Regions from separate parts of the Gossypium hirsutum genome. Here region 1 is linked to region 2. The links are chromatin contacts, called in public Hi-C maps. All regions are on one chromosome and are shown on one strand. Each heading gives the region's core, a stretch centred on a gene start, on an enhancer-like site or on the middle of the called end of the contact. The rest is flanking DNA. Distances are from core to core; before and after follow the strand shown.

The links. Hi-C and Micro-C count contacts between places; a contact is called where the count stands out from the background.
Region 1: a contact with region 2 is called in a Hi-C map of leaf, with 3 times the contacts expected there. The contact joins the promoter of LOC107948174 here to the enhancer-like site in region 2. A contact is called at or near these places in 3 of 34 Hi-C or Micro-C datasets (all in leaf).

What each region holds. Positions count from the first base shown.
Region 1 is chrA12:81,422,166-81,426,025 of Gossypium_hirsutum_v2.1, reverse strand. It overlaps LOC107948174 (cytochrome b561 and DOMON domain-containing protein At3g61750), which reads left to right and starts at 1,382. Exons shown (of 4, transcript XM_016882641.2): 1 at 1,382-1,950; 2 at 2,030-2,429; 3 at 2,510-2,787; 4 at 2,868-3,533. The coding sequence starts at 1,588. The coding sequence ends at 3,146.
Region 2 is chrA12:81,273,105-81,277,038 of Gossypium_hirsutum_v2.1, reverse strand. LOC107948182 reads right to left here. Exons shown (of 9, transcript XM_041082820.1): 8 at 3,282-3,862; 9 at 2,301-2,900. The coding sequence ends at 2,891. Among protein-coding and RNA genes, the nearest start is that of LOC107948182, 8.4 kb to the right of the region's middle. Within about 2 kb of position 1,933, at least 3 of the 9 cell types and tissues checked have an H3K27ac peak or open chromatin away from gene starts, as enhancers often do. A contact at or near this core is called in leaf, where this site is marked.

The DNA of each region.
Region 1 (3,860 bases), core at 133-2,632, 150 kb before region 2:
ACCAATACATTAGTTTGGGGTAAGGGAGAGAATCAATTGACCCATGAATCGAGATAAAAAAATTAATTGAACCAGATTTTATAATTTTTAATAACTTTTTAATTTTTTATATTTAATAATTTATTTAATTAAAATTGAGCAAACAGTTGAATTGAGAGTTGGTGACTTAATTGGTTCGATCGTTGACCCAATTTCAAAAACCATGGTTTAACCTAAAAAACGGTATCAACCAATAAGAATGTGACAATGACACTCTCTTATTAGAATCGTACACTTTTTTTAGCAAAATAGGACAAAATAAATAGTTTAGGATTATTTTGTACAAAAAAATTGAAGGACCTATTCGGAAATTAAATTATGGTTCAAGGGTTAATCTGCAATTAGTCAGGCTGTCTCTTTAGCTTCTTCTTTTTCCTCCAGTAATGCCATAAAAATCTCACCAATGGGGCATTAATTAAGTGAAAAATTAATTTCATGGTTTTCAAGTATTTTAGTTTCAATGGCAATATAGCTGATTGTGAAATGATTGTTGTTCTTATAAAATATAAATAATCATAAAACTTTTTTTTTTGTTTTTAATAAAACGTTTTCTTCTTTATTTAATTGTTTAGTTGTAAGAAAGCAAATTGAAAAACCACAACATAGCAACTAAAATTAGGTTTTGAAAAGATTCAATTCCTTCTTCATTATTATTATTTTTTAAGGTTGAGTTATCGAATGATTGATAAACATATATATATTCTATCTCGTGAAGTAAAGCAAATTAAATAAAATCTTGCCTTCAAAACTCTATTAGAGCTACAACACTATAATCTTGTCAAAATTTGAACTAAAGCTATATTATTTAATATATATATTATTATAGAATTATTATAGAATATATCATAACTCGATCTAAAATTTGATTTACTCTGATGATTCAGAATTCGGCTCAAAAAAAGTCTCTTTATATACTCTTGTAAGGACCCTCTTTAAGGTGGGTTTACTCTCTCAAGACTCTTCACTTTTTTTTCACATCTCTTTATTCACGAGAAAAATTTTTTCTCCATACTCTAATCACTTATATCAGGAAAAATATGAATTGATCAACTCAACTATCAACTAAATCTTGTATCAGCATATATATATATATTACAAATTTATTACATAAGTTCTTTTACTTAAATCGTGAGGGTGATGATAGTTTAATTTTACAAAATTAAGAAAATTAAATTAGATTTCCACTTTATGGGTTTTTTTAATATATTAATATATTTATTAGCATATCAATGTTTAGGAAGGTAGTGCTTACTTTAGAAGGCAAATTGGCTTTAGAACAACAGTACTATTAAGATTTTACCAGTTTACCTTAAAACAACTTCATTTCATCCAACCCTTTGTAGCTAAAATTACACCCATCTAAATCCACCTAAATACTTCAACACATTTGGATACAAAAAAATATTTCAACACAAAGACAAAAAAAAAAAGCTTATTTGTTTGAGTTTGCTGGTGGGAATGATGATTACCAACAACAACCATCACCAGCAACAACCATATAATTGCAACCTTAAGTTCAAAGAAACTTAAAAAAACATCTTAACCACTATGCACAACTTCACCTTCACACTTTTTTTTCTTGTTCTTCACATTGTCATTGAGACCGCTTTGATCACTTGTATCTCAATGGCAATTCCAAGTTTTTTTGTTTCCTTTACCAAGATCCTTCTTGGGTTTTGCCTTCTTTGTACGGTACATAAAGATTTTGTGGTTGCCGGTTTTGAGGAGGTTCGGGTTGAACATGATACGAATGAACCTCTTACCAATAGTTCAATTACTACGGCCGGTACTGGTGAAGATGGGAGATCTGAGCTTTGTGGTACTGATCTAAGTTTCCTTGGACCACCTTATGGTAATATGTCCACTGCCAAAATGGTGTGTTCACCTATATGGAATACCTTTGTTTTGAGGGTAAGTTGTTTTTCTTTCAACTTATTAGCCATTAGCCAATCATTTACTAAGCTTATATCATTGCTTACTATGTATGCAGTACCATCAGAGGGAAGATAATGTAATGACAATCATATTATCGGCGGTCTACACGACAGGATGGGTTGGGATCGGTTTTTCGAGGAACGGGATGATGCTTGGATCTAGTGCCATGGTGGGATGGTTTAATAGAAAAGGTCATGCAAGGATCAAGCAGTATTACTTGCAGGGTGCCCATGTATCACAAGTCATACCAGATAAAGGTGAATTGCCCCTTAACGGTATTCCACCGGTTGTTGCCCTTCATGGGGCCATGATTTACTTGGCATTTCAAGCCAAGTTCGAACATCGTCTTGGCCGACAACCAATTCTATTAGCTTTTGGAACAAGGTACCCTACTGGTTTTCACCACTTAACTAAACACGACGATAAGACCGCCGTTTGGTTCGACTTCTCTCAAGGTACATATACTAACTCTTATTAGTTCTCATCATTCTTTCAAAAGCAGCATGATATAACCACGGATCAACCCCATTTGCAGCATCTGTTTTAAACATTGACACAAGCCAGAGGAAAAACCATGGCATATTGGGTTTAATGGCATGGGGTTTAATTCTTCCAGCGGGTGCAATGGTCCCGAGATACTTAAAGCACAAAGATCCACTCTGGTATTACCTTCATGCTGTGATCCAATTCCTGGGGTTCATCCTAGGACTTGCATCCGTACTCCTCGGTATACAACTTTACCAAAGCATGAATGCCGATATCCCGGCACATAGAGGCATAGGAATCTTTGTTCTTGTGCTTAGCATTCTTCAGGTTTGCGATGCATGATTATCAATTAATCATCTCTGATATACTTCTTTTATACTGATGAAATGTGACAAATATGATTCCAGGTAATGGCGTTTTTCCTACGGCCAAATAAAGATTCAAAGTACCGTCGATATTGGAACTGGTACCACCTTTATTTCGGACGGATGGCCCTTTTCTTCGGATCTTTAAACATCGTACTGGGAATTCAATTCGCTGGCGCAGGGGATGACTGGAAGATTGGCTATGGATTCCTTCTTGCCATAACTCTACTTGTAGTTATTGTTTTAGAAACATTCTCTTATCTGAGGAGAAGGAGAGACAAGTCCAATCTGCCTTCAAACTTCCAAATGAACACAATTTAGTAACTCATGTTCAAAAAAAAAAGGAAAATTTCTTGATATTTTTCGATGGATCAAAGGGGGGTTTTGGTAATGATGGATCATGTATTTTGCATCAGATTGGTGTGTGCTCAGCATTGAAGGAAGTCAATCCATGACTAAACACCGTTGTTCAAAAGGGACCCCACAATCCTACATGGTTTGAATTTAACCCCTGACCTGAAACCTATTTTCATGTGTGAGTTTTGTTCGCGTCAAAAAGTGATTAAATTAGCTTCATATTTGTTTGTCAAGGTTGAAGAATTCCAATTTCAGTTTTTTTTTTCCTGAGACAGAATGACTCAGTTTTTTTCTCTGTCAAAGCGTAATTGTAAACATACCTACTTTTTTCAAAGCATGACTATTTTTTCATGTCCATTGTTTATCACTTGGAAGTATACTATTACTATGTCAAAACTCGAAGCGTTTTGGTTTTGATGTTAAATGGACCCTCAAGAGTGGAGGTATTGTGCTCCGGGTATCTATATTCAGCTTTAACCCCAAATTTTGTCTCCCGACTCCGAGGAGGGCTCAACAAGTTTATGGAGTTTGGGGAGTGCCTAGCCAAGTGGTAGTGTTCTCACCCACTAATGCCATATAAGGCATGGATTCAAACCCCACCAAGGCCAAATGCTCACATATCCTTGGTGGCGAGGAGCTCCTCAAACTCTGTGAACCCATGGGGCTCTCTTCGGAGTT
Region 2 (3,934 bases), core at 684-3,183:
ACAGTAAGCTGATGTGGTACGTTAAATTATCATTTCAAACAAAAATTTTAGGTTAAATTGTATAATTGGTTCCCATTTTTTTTTTTTGAACAATTTATTTTTTTTCTTTTATATTCTTTTAACTTTCCTTTTTTTTCTTTTTTTTTTCATTCTCTTCTACTTCTCTCTCTGTTTTCCTCCCTTCTCCATCTCTTTTAACGTAGTTTTTCTATTTTATGTTTATGAAAAAAGAAAAGTTGAAACCAAAATAAAACTTGTTTCGCATTTTCTCACCCCACAATTACAAACCCTTATCATCCATCATCGCTTTAACGAACCAATATGGATCTCTCAATGACCTAGTCCACAAGCTCACCTCACTTGAAGACATTTCCAGTCGTGACTTATGACAGTCCATCCTCAACAAAGTTTCCTGAGCCCGTTCCTATAACCTCCTAACCAACCCCCATGACCACCTTATCTATCTAACCTACAACATTCTCACCCTTTCAAAACTACGTTGTTTTACGGATTTTTCAAACGAGCTCTAAACTCTCAATGACTAAAACGGTCACTATACGAAACTTACCTCCAACTTTAATCAAACCAGTTTGGTTTCATGCTCCCTTTCTTTCTTCGATTCATCCATGCTTGGCTTCCAATCAAGCTTGCTTGGGAATATTCAAGAAGTTTTAGATCAATTTTATCATTTGCTTAATTTTATTCTTCAAAAAATAAAAGAAAAGGAAATGAATAATCTACACGATTCTGTAAAAGTTTGGGAACAGAAACAATTTATTTTAAATATAAAGAATTCAATTTATGTTTAGATTTGATTAAGGATGTGATTTTTTATAGTGATAGTTAGATCCAATTTTAGTTTCAAAATTAGGTTATATTGAAATCGAGATTTGATTAAGAATGATTGATATTCAATTTTCAGTGAAATTCAATTTAGGAGCCATATGAAAGAAACAAGAAATTGGTTTATTTAGTAGGGAAATATTATGTTTCTGTAGTGAAGAATACAAGAGAGAAAAATAACGGGAAAGAAGAAAAGGAAAATAAAGAAATAAAAAGAAAAAAATTAATTTGTTCAAAAAATAAAAACATAGGGACTAAATTTAACAAATAAAAAATATGGAAAAACTACGCTAAAAGAAATGGAAAAGGGAGGAAAACAAAGGGAAAATGGGGAAAAAAAGTTCAAAAAACATAAAAAAAATTTAAATTATACAAAACGAAAAAGATATATGTATTAATTGTATTATTTTGACCTAAAATTTTTGTTTGAAATTATAATTTAATGTGCCACATCAACTTACTGTTACACCGTTAATGGCAATTAATGCTTAGTAACTAAAATATTACAATACAATAATGTAAGTGACTAAAATATAATCTTTCAAATATAAATAACTAAAATATAATATGAAAGTGCGGTTAAAAAGTGGCATGAGAGAGCGGGGGAGGACCTACAAATAGGTTTAACTTGAAAACTGAATACTGAAATTATTGCAAACAAATGGACCACTTCTCTATTAAACCTTTTCACTTAACTTTTTTTTTTCATTAATTTGTCTCACACTGAAGTGGGAAAAGAAATTTTAAAAGACAATTTGATAATTTTAAGCCGCTAAATTTATTGTAGGTCCAAAGCAAGGGACAATAAAACCCAGCTTACAATCTTATATCTTGCAAATTCCTTATTACAATAAATGATTGTGACACTTTATATACAAACACATGAAAATGTGAGGGAAAGCATCTATTTCAAGGTAAGATATATATATAAAATATATACTTGAGTGTAAAGTGATCAAATATTGAAATGATTTGAACCAAATCTGAATCTGAAACTATCTATTTTAAGGTAAGATATAAGGCTATATGACTATACAGGTTAAAAGGGGCCAAAATAAATGACCCTAGTCTGAGGTGACCGAATGATGAAATGATCTGGACCAGCAATGACCCAAACCTAAAAACAACTAAAACCCGAAACTATCTATTTTAAGGAATTGCATAAGTTGAAAGGACCAAACGAACAACTAGACCAACAATAGCCAGCCAAAATAACCCAAGTGACCCAAACCCAAAACTATCTATTTTAAAGTAAGATATGTAGATATATGATTGCACAGGTTAAAGGGACCGAAATGAATAACCCAAGCTTAAAATGATCTAAACCAGAAATGGTCATAACCCGAAAATCAAATATGTAGGATAATTCAGAATCGACTGAAGAACCTCAAAATCTAACAGAAAAGGATTTAAATTATACACACACAACATACCATATAAACACAACTAGGTTCCTGTTTTTGAAAATTTGTAAATTCTAATCTTCTTTTAACGATGGAAAATGTTATCAATACACTGGTAACTTTCAACATTTGGAAGTTTAACAAAAAGAGAGCTAATATTATAAGGATCAAAAATGAAAAAAACCCTATTTAAGACTTTCTTATAAAATGATATAAAACTCAGTTGTAATCCTAAGGAGCTCCTATTTCAGTTACATCGTGTAGAACCCTAAATTTTAACTCTTTTTCTCTTTTTTTTTTTTTTTTACCTTCCGAGTCCTGCATTCTTTTTCAGTTTCCACCAATACCCTGTCGTATCTTCAAAAACAGAGCACCTCCGAAAATGATTTCTATCATTTGTTAGTGTACATACAAAGCACAAGCCAAGAAGCATGCGTGACCAACCGTCTTGCAAGAAAAAACCAAATCAGAAAATGCACTTCTTGCTTTTATGAGATGAGAACAAAAAAACCGCCAGGTAAAGCGAGGCTTTTAGCGTTGTAAGATTCTCCCACCGTCGTTTCTTCCTTCTAAAGGGAAGGGGGTGGGGGGAATCCTCATCTTTCGACTGTTAACTCGTATGGGCCACTCATCTGGTAGTAAAATCATAGTCCCCTGATAAGATTAATAGATGAGTGCATTGTAACAGAATCCAATTGAAACAAAAGAGAGAAATTAGAATGTTTAAGGAAAAAACTTCAAAGAGATTATGATCCAATTTTGAACACAATTCTGTTGCCACATATATATCCACTAGTGTTGAGGTTTATTACTAAGAGACGACCCACTGCAAAAACCAGAACACCAGCGTGGAAGAGGGTGGCAGCAAGTAGGCTATCTCGGCAGCTGCCATAGAAATTACTACACCATCTACACTGTTGCTAGACCAGCAAAAGCAGTCGGGCAACGTGATAGATGCATAGTAGTTTTCAGGGTGGCAGGTTTTACTAAAGTTTTCAAAAGAAACTACCTTAGACAAGCAAGAAGATAAATTACCTTTGCAGGTGGGGTGAAGGAGGTTGGTCTTGTGAAGACCGTTGAGAAGTACCATGGAACCTTTGCTCATCGAATACCCCACCTGAGCTGCTTCCATCACTTGGCTGTGATACTTCATTCATGCCTGAGTAACCCACTGGTCCAAGAGAGCCAAACTCAAGCTGTTCAACAGGGGAATCATATGGGTATAGCATGACAACAGATGGCATGGTAGGCCCATTTGATGATACTCCATTGGGGTTCATAGATGGCAGTGGGTACATGCCATAAGGCATGCTGCCTGAACTACTTTGTGATGAGTTTGAGCGGACTGGTCCATTACGAGATTGGTATGATGTAAATGAATCATGCCTATGTGAGCCCCAAGGCCTATCAGTTCTGCTCTCACCAGCAACGCCAGGCAATTGGTCAAAGGTGAACCTTGATTTTTCATTTTGATTGCGATTATGGCTCCGCCCAGCAGTTCTGGACTTAGAATTGCCATTCCAGTTTCCTTCTCTATCACCATGGTGGTCATTTCTATCATAATTATATTTTCCCCTCCTCGAATTTGCAGAATGGCGTTCTCTCATTGAAACTTTCTGAAAATGAGAAAAAATCATATAAAAAGGTTATTGAAGGTTATATTGTTCCTCAAGGTTAAAATATAAGAT